3 separate regions of the Mus musculus genome follow, and all the other regions are linked to region 1. Evidence: chromatin contacts called from public Hi-C data. All regions are on one chromosome and are shown on one strand. The core of a region is the stretch at or near the end of the contact, and the rest is flanking DNA. Distances in the headings are between cores, read along the strand shown. Region 1 holds the start of Cmtm7 (CKLF-like MARVEL transmembrane domain containing 7). Region 2 overlaps Gm39447 (a long non-coding RNA gene). Region 3 holds the start of Stt3b (STT3, subunit of the oligosaccharyltransferase complex, homolog B (S. cerevisiae)).

What was found. A called contact is a pair of places that touch in the nucleus more often than the background predicts.
Region 2: a contact with region 1 is called in a Hi-C map of B cells, with 9 read pairs. The contact joins the enhancer-like site here to the promoter of Cmtm7 in region 1. A contact is called at or near these places in 2 of 39 promoter capture datasets (cranial neural crest and pre-B cells) and 1 of 484 Hi-C or Micro-C datasets (B cells).
Region 3: a contact with region 1 is called in a Hi-C map of Th1 cells, with 2.5 times the contacts expected there. The contact joins the promoter of Stt3b here to the promoter of Cmtm7 in region 1. A contact is called at or near these places in 7 of 39 promoter capture datasets (the 3T3-L1 cell line, the HPC-7 cell line, cranial neural crest and 4 more), 1 of 15 datasets of contacts at CTCF or cohesin (the NIH/3T3 cell line), 9 of 484 Hi-C or Micro-C datasets (the G1E-ER4 cell line, the N1E-115 cell line, Th1 cells and 2 more), 18 of 115 datasets of contacts at active chromatin or transcription factors (the 230-238 cell line, the NIH/3T3 cell line, the SCID.adh cell line and 14 more) and 1 of 9 other capture datasets (adipose tissue).

Annotation. Positions count from the first base shown.
Region 1 is chr9:114,780,578-114,783,355 of GRCm38.p6, forward strand. It overlaps Cmtm7 (CKLF-like MARVEL transmembrane domain containing 7), which reads right to left and starts at 1,416. Exons shown (of 5, transcript NM_133978.2): 1 at 1,091-1,416. The coding sequence starts at 1,225. It overlaps Gm9888 (a long non-coding RNA gene), which reads left to right. Exons shown (of 3, transcript XR_003948087.1): 3 at 721-1,095.
Region 2 is chr9:115,491,437-115,494,214 of GRCm38.p6, forward strand. All of the region lies in intron 2 of Gm39447 (a long non-coding RNA gene), which reads left to right. Among named protein-coding and RNA genes, the nearest start is that of Gm39447, 42 kb to the left of the region's middle. Within about 2 kb of position 1,430, at least 37 of the 459 cell types and tissues checked have an H3K27ac peak or open chromatin away from gene starts, as enhancers often do. A contact at or near this core is called in B cells, where this site is marked.
Region 3 is chr9:115,309,111-115,311,888 of GRCm38.p6, forward strand. Stt3b (STT3, subunit of the oligosaccharyltransferase complex, homolog B (S. cerevisiae)) reads right to left here and starts at 1,358. Exons shown (of 16, transcript NM_024222.3): 1 at 642-1,358. The coding sequence starts at 946.

The DNA of each region.
Region 1 (2,778 bases), core at 166-2,665:
TCCCACACACCATCCACTCAAATCCAAGACTGCTTAGCACCAGACCTTTTTAGTTCCGTATTAAAACTGCCTGTGTCCCAATCTTGGTCCATTTAGGCACCCTTCTCAGGAGAGGCGGAACGTCTTCCTCCCACCTTTCTACACTCTAGGCATCCAAAATAACGGTTATGGAAGGCACAAAGCTCTGGCCCTGTACCAGCCCCGGGGGGGGGGGGTCGGGGAGGGGGGAGGCTGCTCCAGCTTCGCTGGCAGGTCCCAGCTTCCGGGTCTGTGACCTTGCACTGGGGTCCCTACATCTCTCCGCAGCTTTCTACAAACCACCACTCCCCTCTCCACCCATGATAAGTAGGGAATTCAAACGGCCCAGCCCAGTTTCAAAACACACCACACAAACAGAAAAGGTATTGTAGACGAGACATTTGCACAGAGGTTGAAAAACAAAAACGGGAGGGAAAAAAGAAGGGTGGGTAGAGAGCGAACAGGATCAGGCCTGGTAAACTTCTGGTCGGGCCAGAAGCTTTTGTGCAGCTCTGGTCACAGTAACAGCCGGCTGCTCGCCTTGCCCTGCCTGGCTCCAAGCGAGCACCAGAAGCCCCCTAGCCACAAGCCTGCCTAGTTAACCTAGTTAACTAGTTCTGCCTTCTGAGGCGCCTCGGAAGGCTGACAGGGCGCAGGGGACCTGGCGATGGTCTGAAAGGCGGCGCTTCTCCCGATCCCCAGCAGAGATTCGAAAGTCAAGCCGAGCCCTCTTGTCGCCGAGCTCTACCCTCTCGGGCGGGAGCCCGTGCGCGGCCTGGAGATGGCAGGGGATAGCAGGAGACTCTCCCTCCCCCAGCCCGGGTGCGAGACGTGCGGCCTGGAGAAGAGGAAGGAAGACGAGGAGGAACTCGCACCCCGGGTTTCGGTGGGGAAGTGAGCTGGGCCCGGTAGGGAGGCAGCTGGAGAAGTGAGGGGGCCAGGGATCCTGTCGGCTGTTCCCGGAACTTTCTAGGGGGACACTGGGGCATCAAAGGGGCGCGCGGTGCTCCCAAGGTCCGGGCCAGGTGCAGCCCCGTGTACGGGTCCCCAGGTTCCACTCCACTCTTCTTACCATCTGCGCCACTTTGAACAGGGCGCCGTGGGTGAGCGGGTACACCCGGTCCAGCAGTCCCTCCGAGGGCTGGCCTGGCCCCAGCGCGCCGCCGCTGCTGCACGTGGTCCGGACGAGCCCCGATCCATGAGACATCGCGCGACCCAGCCCGGGCTGGCCGCCTCCGAGGCCCGGGGACCTCTGGCCGGTGAAGCTGGGACGGGACGGGGCGGAGCCTCAGGGGCGGGGCGCACGGCTCCCTCTTCCCAGCTGCGGCCGGACCCGGAGAGGACTCGGGAGCAGATGCCCCGCAAGCCCCTGCCCTCTAGACACGCGGAAGTTGGACTGGCGTGGGCAGGAAACCGGACGCCTGGGGCCCTGGCCTCTCCCAGGAGCGCACCGCCCAGGTCACAGCTGGTGATGAGCCTCCAGGGATTTTTTGTGTGGGTGCGGCTGCTACTAGGTACTGACACGAGTAGGGGGAAATGCCCTGAGCATACCGTGCTGCGCTGTTCATTTCTGCTTCTGTGTGTGTGCACGGGGCACGCACCTGTGCCACCATCACCTACAGCAATAAAAACAGGTCCATCGCCTCAGGACCTTCCTCCCCCACCCTCCCACCATTCTGCTTTCTTTCTTATTATTTTTTTTTGTTGTTGTTATTTTTGCCTTTTTTTCTTTCTTTCTAAAAACATACTCTCTCTTGCCAGAGTTGGGTAGCACTTATTTTTAATTCCAGCACTAGGAAGGCAGAGGCAGGAGGATCTCTGTGAGTTCGAGGTCAACCTAGTCTACATAGTGAGCCCCAGGACAGCCAGGACTACACAGAGAGATCCTGCCTCAAAAACAAACAAAACAAACAAACAAGCCAGGCTCTCAGTGTGTACCACTGGCTAACCTGGAACTCCTGTATAAACCCAGCTAGCCTCAAACTCGCAGGTATTCTCCTTGCCTCTGCTTCCCGGGTGCTGGAATGATACCATACCCAACCGAGGTGACTCTAGGCACTGTCAAAGTCGACAGTTAAAGCTAATCAGGACACCACTCTCAGCATCGCAGTACATCTTTTTAAGTATGTATGTGTGTGTGTGTGTGTGTGTGTGTGTGTGTGTGTGTATACAGAGGCCAGTGGAGGATGTCTAGTGTCCTGCTCTGTCACTCTGTCTACCTTACTCTTCGGTGAAGAGAGATTCGTCTATCTCAGGACATAGAAAATGTCTGATAAAAGCAGCCTAAGAAAAGAGGAGAGATTCTTTTGTCTCATGATGGAATGTTTACTTTTCTTTTCCTGGTCTGTTATTGGACCTGGGGTGAATAGAAGTTTGTTTGTCTCAGTGTTAGAAGTCAAACAACACCAGGTTAGTCCTAATTTATGCTCCCTGCCCACACGCAGGGTTTCTCTGTATATTACTGGCTGTCCTGGAACTCACTCTGGAATCCAGGCTGGCCTCAAACTCAGAGATCTGTCTGCCTCTGCCTCCCCAGTACTGGGGTTAAAAGCGTGTGCCACTACTGCCTAAGACTTTTTTTTTTAAATAGATTCTTTGATTTTTTTTTTAACTTAGTGAATTTATTTTATGTGTATGGGTGTTCTGCCCACATCTAGCTCTGTGCGCCATGTGTGTGCCGGGTGCCTGCAGAAGCCAGAAGAAATTACAAAGCTGGAGTTACAGTTTTAAGTTGCCATGTGCAGGCTGGGAATTGAACTT
Region 2 (2,778 bases), core at 180-2,679, 710 kb after region 1:
GATGAGCTGTAGAGGGACCGGGCTACTGGGGACACCTTCTTGGGACTCTGTCACCATGGTCATTGCCCATGTAACTCTTTTTTCTTGGCTTCTCACCGTGATGGACTGACACCTATGAAGGTGGGAACCAGGACAAGCCAGTCCTCTGTAACCTGTTTTCTAGGCTGTTGCCCTCGTAGTGGGGGATGGCTAACTAACTGGGAGGGAGCTCTGCTTTATAGGAGGAGAATCAGAGTAGGAGTGAAGCAGGGGCATCCTGGGAAGCCATGCGAGGAGCTCCTAGGGAGACTGTCATGTATTGTAGAGTCACTGTGACATTTGTTGTGCTGATAAAAGCTTTCATTTGAGTATACCGGGTAAAACACAATCTGAGAGCCATCTCAGCTTCATCCCTATTATAATCGGATATTTTGGATATTTTAAAGCATTTGCTTCTAAGTTGTTTTCTTCTACCTCACACAAATCTATTCTCCCCCCCACTCTTACCCCCACCCCCCGCTCCCAGTTTTAAATCTCTCCCACCCCATACAGTATTCCAGGCTCTAAACTGCTTCTTTCATTTAAAAACTATCTCTCATTATTTTGAGTTCTGAATTATACATATATTTTGCTTTTAATAACTTCCTGTTGAGTGATTGAGGTCTGACTGCCCAGAGTCGTTTATGTTTCCTATTATTTGTGGAGGTTTCCTGCATGCACAGAAGACACATTTCCGATAAGTGTCAAGAGAAGGAGTTTAATTTGGCAAATATTTATGGAGTGCTAGCTTTGTTCTGGCTGGGGCAGTGGCTCACAGGAAGCCGGCTGTAGTAAATGGGTTAAAACACAGTGCCGAATAATCACTGTACTTATGGAACAAGGCAAAGCTAAGACACACACATCTAAAAAGCTATGAGAAACAGAATCTGAATTTTTTTTGAGATGATAAAGTGTTGAATTAGCCATTCTCCAACTATTGGAATTTACAGCTTATATTATGTCTGACTAGTATTTAAATTTTTTTTCATATTGGGGAAGCATCTTCTTTTCAGAGTTTTAGAGATAGAAATGTCCTTATTTGGTTGGGGCTATGAGTCTAGAGCTCCTGGGACCTATGCTCATCTTAATTGCAAAGCAGCTAACTGGTTACACCGTGTTCCTCCACATGTCACCCATTTCAGCACAGTTTGTGGGAAAGTGATGTGGGCGACTTCCCTATTTCACAGAGAAGAAAGCTAAAGCTTAGAGATCTTAGGTGGCTTGTAATAGCTTGAAAGGATGGTGTTGTTTCAGATTAGCACCAAAAGGAAAGACCAACTATCGTCCATGGGAAGTACTAGAGATATCAGAGAGGCCATGGTGGTGGCGGTGGGTATTGGAGGAGGCAGGAACAGCAGGAAAGACCGTATCAGGACATTAGTGTCACCTTTACTGGGCTTGATCAGGGGACAGGATGTGGACACTTGGCTCAGAGATAAAGAAGGATGTGGAGAACACTCAGAGCATGAACTTGCAAATGAATATGACTATGTCTTTTGAAGTTACCCCCTGGCTCAGCGGTCCTTGGACTTACCTCTTGTCCTTATGCAGTAGTATGATTCAGAAAGAAGAACAGAAAGTGATTGGTGAGAGGTGACATGGGTCTTCTTTGCAGTGAAGGAGCCATCACCCAGAGTGTTCTTGGTCCCTGTCTTCATTCTCTTTTCCTCTGGTTTCACCCTTGTGTCCAGGAAGCCTTTTGTTAATTCAGGATAGAATTGTCTCTGCCTTTTCCTTCCCCGAAGTCTCCATCAGTGACTCTGTAGCCTTAAAAGAGGATCCCCAACACTCAAGTGATGGCAAACCCCAAATGTACCCGGATCCATTGAATGTTTGTTTTGTTTGATGGTGGCATATTGATTGGTGCTCTAAGATCAGATTGTTACTGAAGATATTTGGGCCACAGTTTGAGATGGGTTTATCCACTCCTTCTTAACCAATTAGGCCAATTAGAGGAACAAACTAGACTGAAAAGCAGAGAAAAGAGATTATTCACTGTAGCCACACTGGGAAGATGGAGCGAGAAAGAGATCCAGAGATGAACCCTAAATCCCTTCTTTTGGGGCCTGATGCAAGGCTTGTGTCTCAATGGAAAAAATGGAGGTTTTCATAAATAAGTCCTGGTCAGGTGCGGTTCCTACCCATTATTGCTGTCTTGATTCCAAATCCTCCCTCAAGGTGGTCTGACTGTGTGAAATCTCTTCCTGAGAGAATAGCTCCCCACCTGGCTAACATCATGTTTTAGTCTTTTCCTGTTGTCCACATGAGATGTTTTGAGGAAAATTCCCATTTCTGGGGCCACTCTTTCAGTACTGTAATAGTCGATGAGCAGGATACAGGGATCTCCTGGGAATAGCTTCGTTCCTAGGGTGAAGGTAATAGGAGCTGGACTGTCTCAATGCCCTTTCCAGCTTCAGCAAGTCAGACTGAAGTACAAGGATGAGCCTGGATACAGGCTTAGAAGCCTGGGTACAGGCTCAGAAGTGAGCCAGCTTAGCATATATGCCAGTCCCTTCTGCTCTTCCATCTGGCTGCTTAACATGCAGGATCTAGCTGCATCCATCCATTCATCTATCCATTCATGCAAACAACCTCTGATGCAATGAAAAATCATTCAGAAACTACAGTATTTCAGGATTTCTAGCTTTTCAAAAGTAGTCAGCCCACTGCCCCTTGTGAGATGAATTGTTGGCAAGCAAATGGGATCTGAGATCTTCAACAGGAAGACTGGCTTGCCTGTACTTCCTAAGACCCAGCATT
Region 3 (2,778 bases), core at 108-2,607, 530 kb after region 1:
ACCAATAAAAGAACTCATGCAACCCAGTCGGATATTGTAGCAACAACGAGGGTGAGAGTTCAGCTAACAGAAAAACGATCTCGCTCTAAAAAGCAACGCAATACAACTGTGCAAATAGTGTGGCGAGCTGAGAGCACTTAAGGGCCTTAGGGGGGAAAGAGACACTCCGGAAAATACCTGGTGCTGGAAAAACACGAGGCGCTACCACTGCGCTCGCTTTCGGGATAATATTTTCCCCCCCTACATTCTAACACTCCACTCTCCCGGAAAGAAAGCATGAAACTGCGAGGCTGAGCGGACAAGGGGTTCCAGTCACCACCAGCAGCCAGAAGGCAATCCCGGGGCTGCTCCGATGGCAGGAAGGAGAGAAATGAAATAAAATGCAACAAGGCGCAAAGCTGCGGCGGAGAGGGCGTGGGGAAGGGGGCCCCCGGAGCAAGCCGGGGCGCGGCGGCGAAGAGGCGCCGCGCGGAGCCGGCCCACCCCGGCGGCCGAGGACCCAGGCTCCGCTCCCAGGCAAACTTCGCCAAGCGGGCAGGGGGCGCGCCCGGCCCGGCCCGCGGGAGACCGGGTGGGATCCGAGGGGCTCCAGACAAACGGGGACCGCGGGCTGCCTGCGGGGGAAGGGCGGGCACACTCACCACGGGTCGAACTCGTGGATGATGCTCTCGAAGCGGATGACGGCGAAGAGGCGCGAGCTGAAGCCGGCCAGCCAGGCCAGGAAGAGGATGGTGAAGGAGAGCAACGACTGCCACCCGGCCGGCTGCGACAAGCCCCCGGACAGCCCCGCGGGGGGCCCCGGCTTCGGCGCCGCCGCCCTGGACGCGCTCTGGGTTCCGGGCCCATGGTGCCCGTGGCGGCTGTTCCCCAGAGCCATGAGGCCGCTCCACGGGGACGAGTTGAGGGACGACTTGTGCTTGCTCTCCGGGGCCGAGGGCTCCGCCATGTTGTGCCCCGGCGGCGGGTCTCGCTCGTCCTCCGCGGCCACCGCCGCCGCCTGGAGCGAGGGGTGCTGGGCGGAGACCCAGAGGAGGAGGAGGAGGGCGACGGCGACGACAACGAGGAGGAGGAGGAGGCGGAGGCGGAGGAAGAGCTGGGCGCGCTCCCGCCCTCAGCACCGCGAGGCCGGGACACTGGGGGTGGTGGAGGCGGCAGCGATCCGAAGTCTCCGCCTCAACAGTGGCCGCGACCGTCGCGGTCTCAACCCAAAAGGCCCCTGCGCCCCACTAGCCATCCGTGTCCCCCGTGCGGCTGAGGAGGCGGCGGTGGCGGCGAGAGCCGACGGGACGAGGGCGCCAGAGGAGCGGCGGCTCGGAGCGGCAATGACATTCCCCCGCCCGCCCAGCCGCGAGGAGCACAAAAGGGGAGGAGCCCCCTGGAGTCCGGGCGGAGCTCAGGCAACCTTTGACTCCGCCCCCTCGCCCAACAGGAACTGGCCCCTCCGCCTGTCACAGAGCGACAGGTCCGTTAAGGGGCGGGGCCGGAATGGCGGCGTGCGCCAATAGGAGCGCGAGCGGGGCCTTGGGCGGGGCTTCGGCTGAATGGCCCTCCACCCCCTCCGCCTCGCGGCCTCCCGCCTATTCGCCGCCGGCCGTGGCTACGATTTCATTGTCAGTTGAAAGACGCGGTTTCGCGCGCGAGCCCGTTCGGGGCCCTGGGGAAGGGCACCAGGAGGTTCGGCTCGCTTCCCCGCGCGGATTCCGACTCGAGCAGCAGAAGGTCCCACGTCCCAGTCGACCGAAGGAACAGAGAGCACGGCTTGGCCGGGTGCTCGGCGGCCGTGACTTTTAACCCGCTCAGCGCGGGGCGCCCGCCACGTGACGGGGCGCGCAGGCGCGGTGCGGGGCCCTAGGCGCGTGGGTCCAGCCGCTGTGCTGAACGTGCCAGAGTGAGTGGCTGGGTCGCTACATTCTCTGTCCCCGCCCTGCTGCTCTGAAAACTTGGAGTGGGCAGATGTCGTCCGAGCTGCAGTAAGATGTAGCCAGGCGGACACACACATAAATGTCACATTCTTTTTGCTGTGTTCTCCAGGACTTTTTTTTTTTTTTTTTTTTTTTGCAGCTCAATCTTTTGACTGCAAGAATTCATTATTTACACCTGCCTACGTTCCGTCACCAAATTAACTTTTCCTGGACTGTATTAGCTATTGCCCAATTTTCACTCTAGCCAACTGAAACGTAGGAACTTTTCCTTGTCTGGGGCAGTTTGCTTGTACCTTCTCCTTCCTCCACAACTAGCTCCGCCCATCCCCAAAAGGACAAAAGTCAGAACTAAAGATCCGGAGGGTCATTGCAGTGTTAGAAGCCCTCTTGGCAGGTACAGAGGTTAATGTAGAAACAAGGGCCGGCTAATATTTCACTGGTTTCTCGTGTACATTCACAACTGTCCATCTTGTTAGGGAACACCAGAATCTTTAAAATGTGTGTAAAGATTAAGTCCTGTAAATTTGCAAAATAAAATTATGTTCCGTTGCTCATTGTCAAAGGTTAGGTAAATGAACAAATGTACCTAACTAATAGGCTCAGCCACTCCCAACCTGGTGATTAACTTTGCCGGTTTCCTTATAAAAATAAATAGACTCTCATCAGGGAAAATGAACAGCTTCCATAAATAGACCTCCTCACCACCATTTTAATATCCAACATTTATTAAACATGTAAATTTTAATGAGATTCATAGTGGAATATTAACCAATCCCTTAGAACAAAGAGGTGACATGGCCTTTCTCAGAAAAGTGCACATTAAAATGGCAGCGTTTATTTTTGCCCATGTTTCATG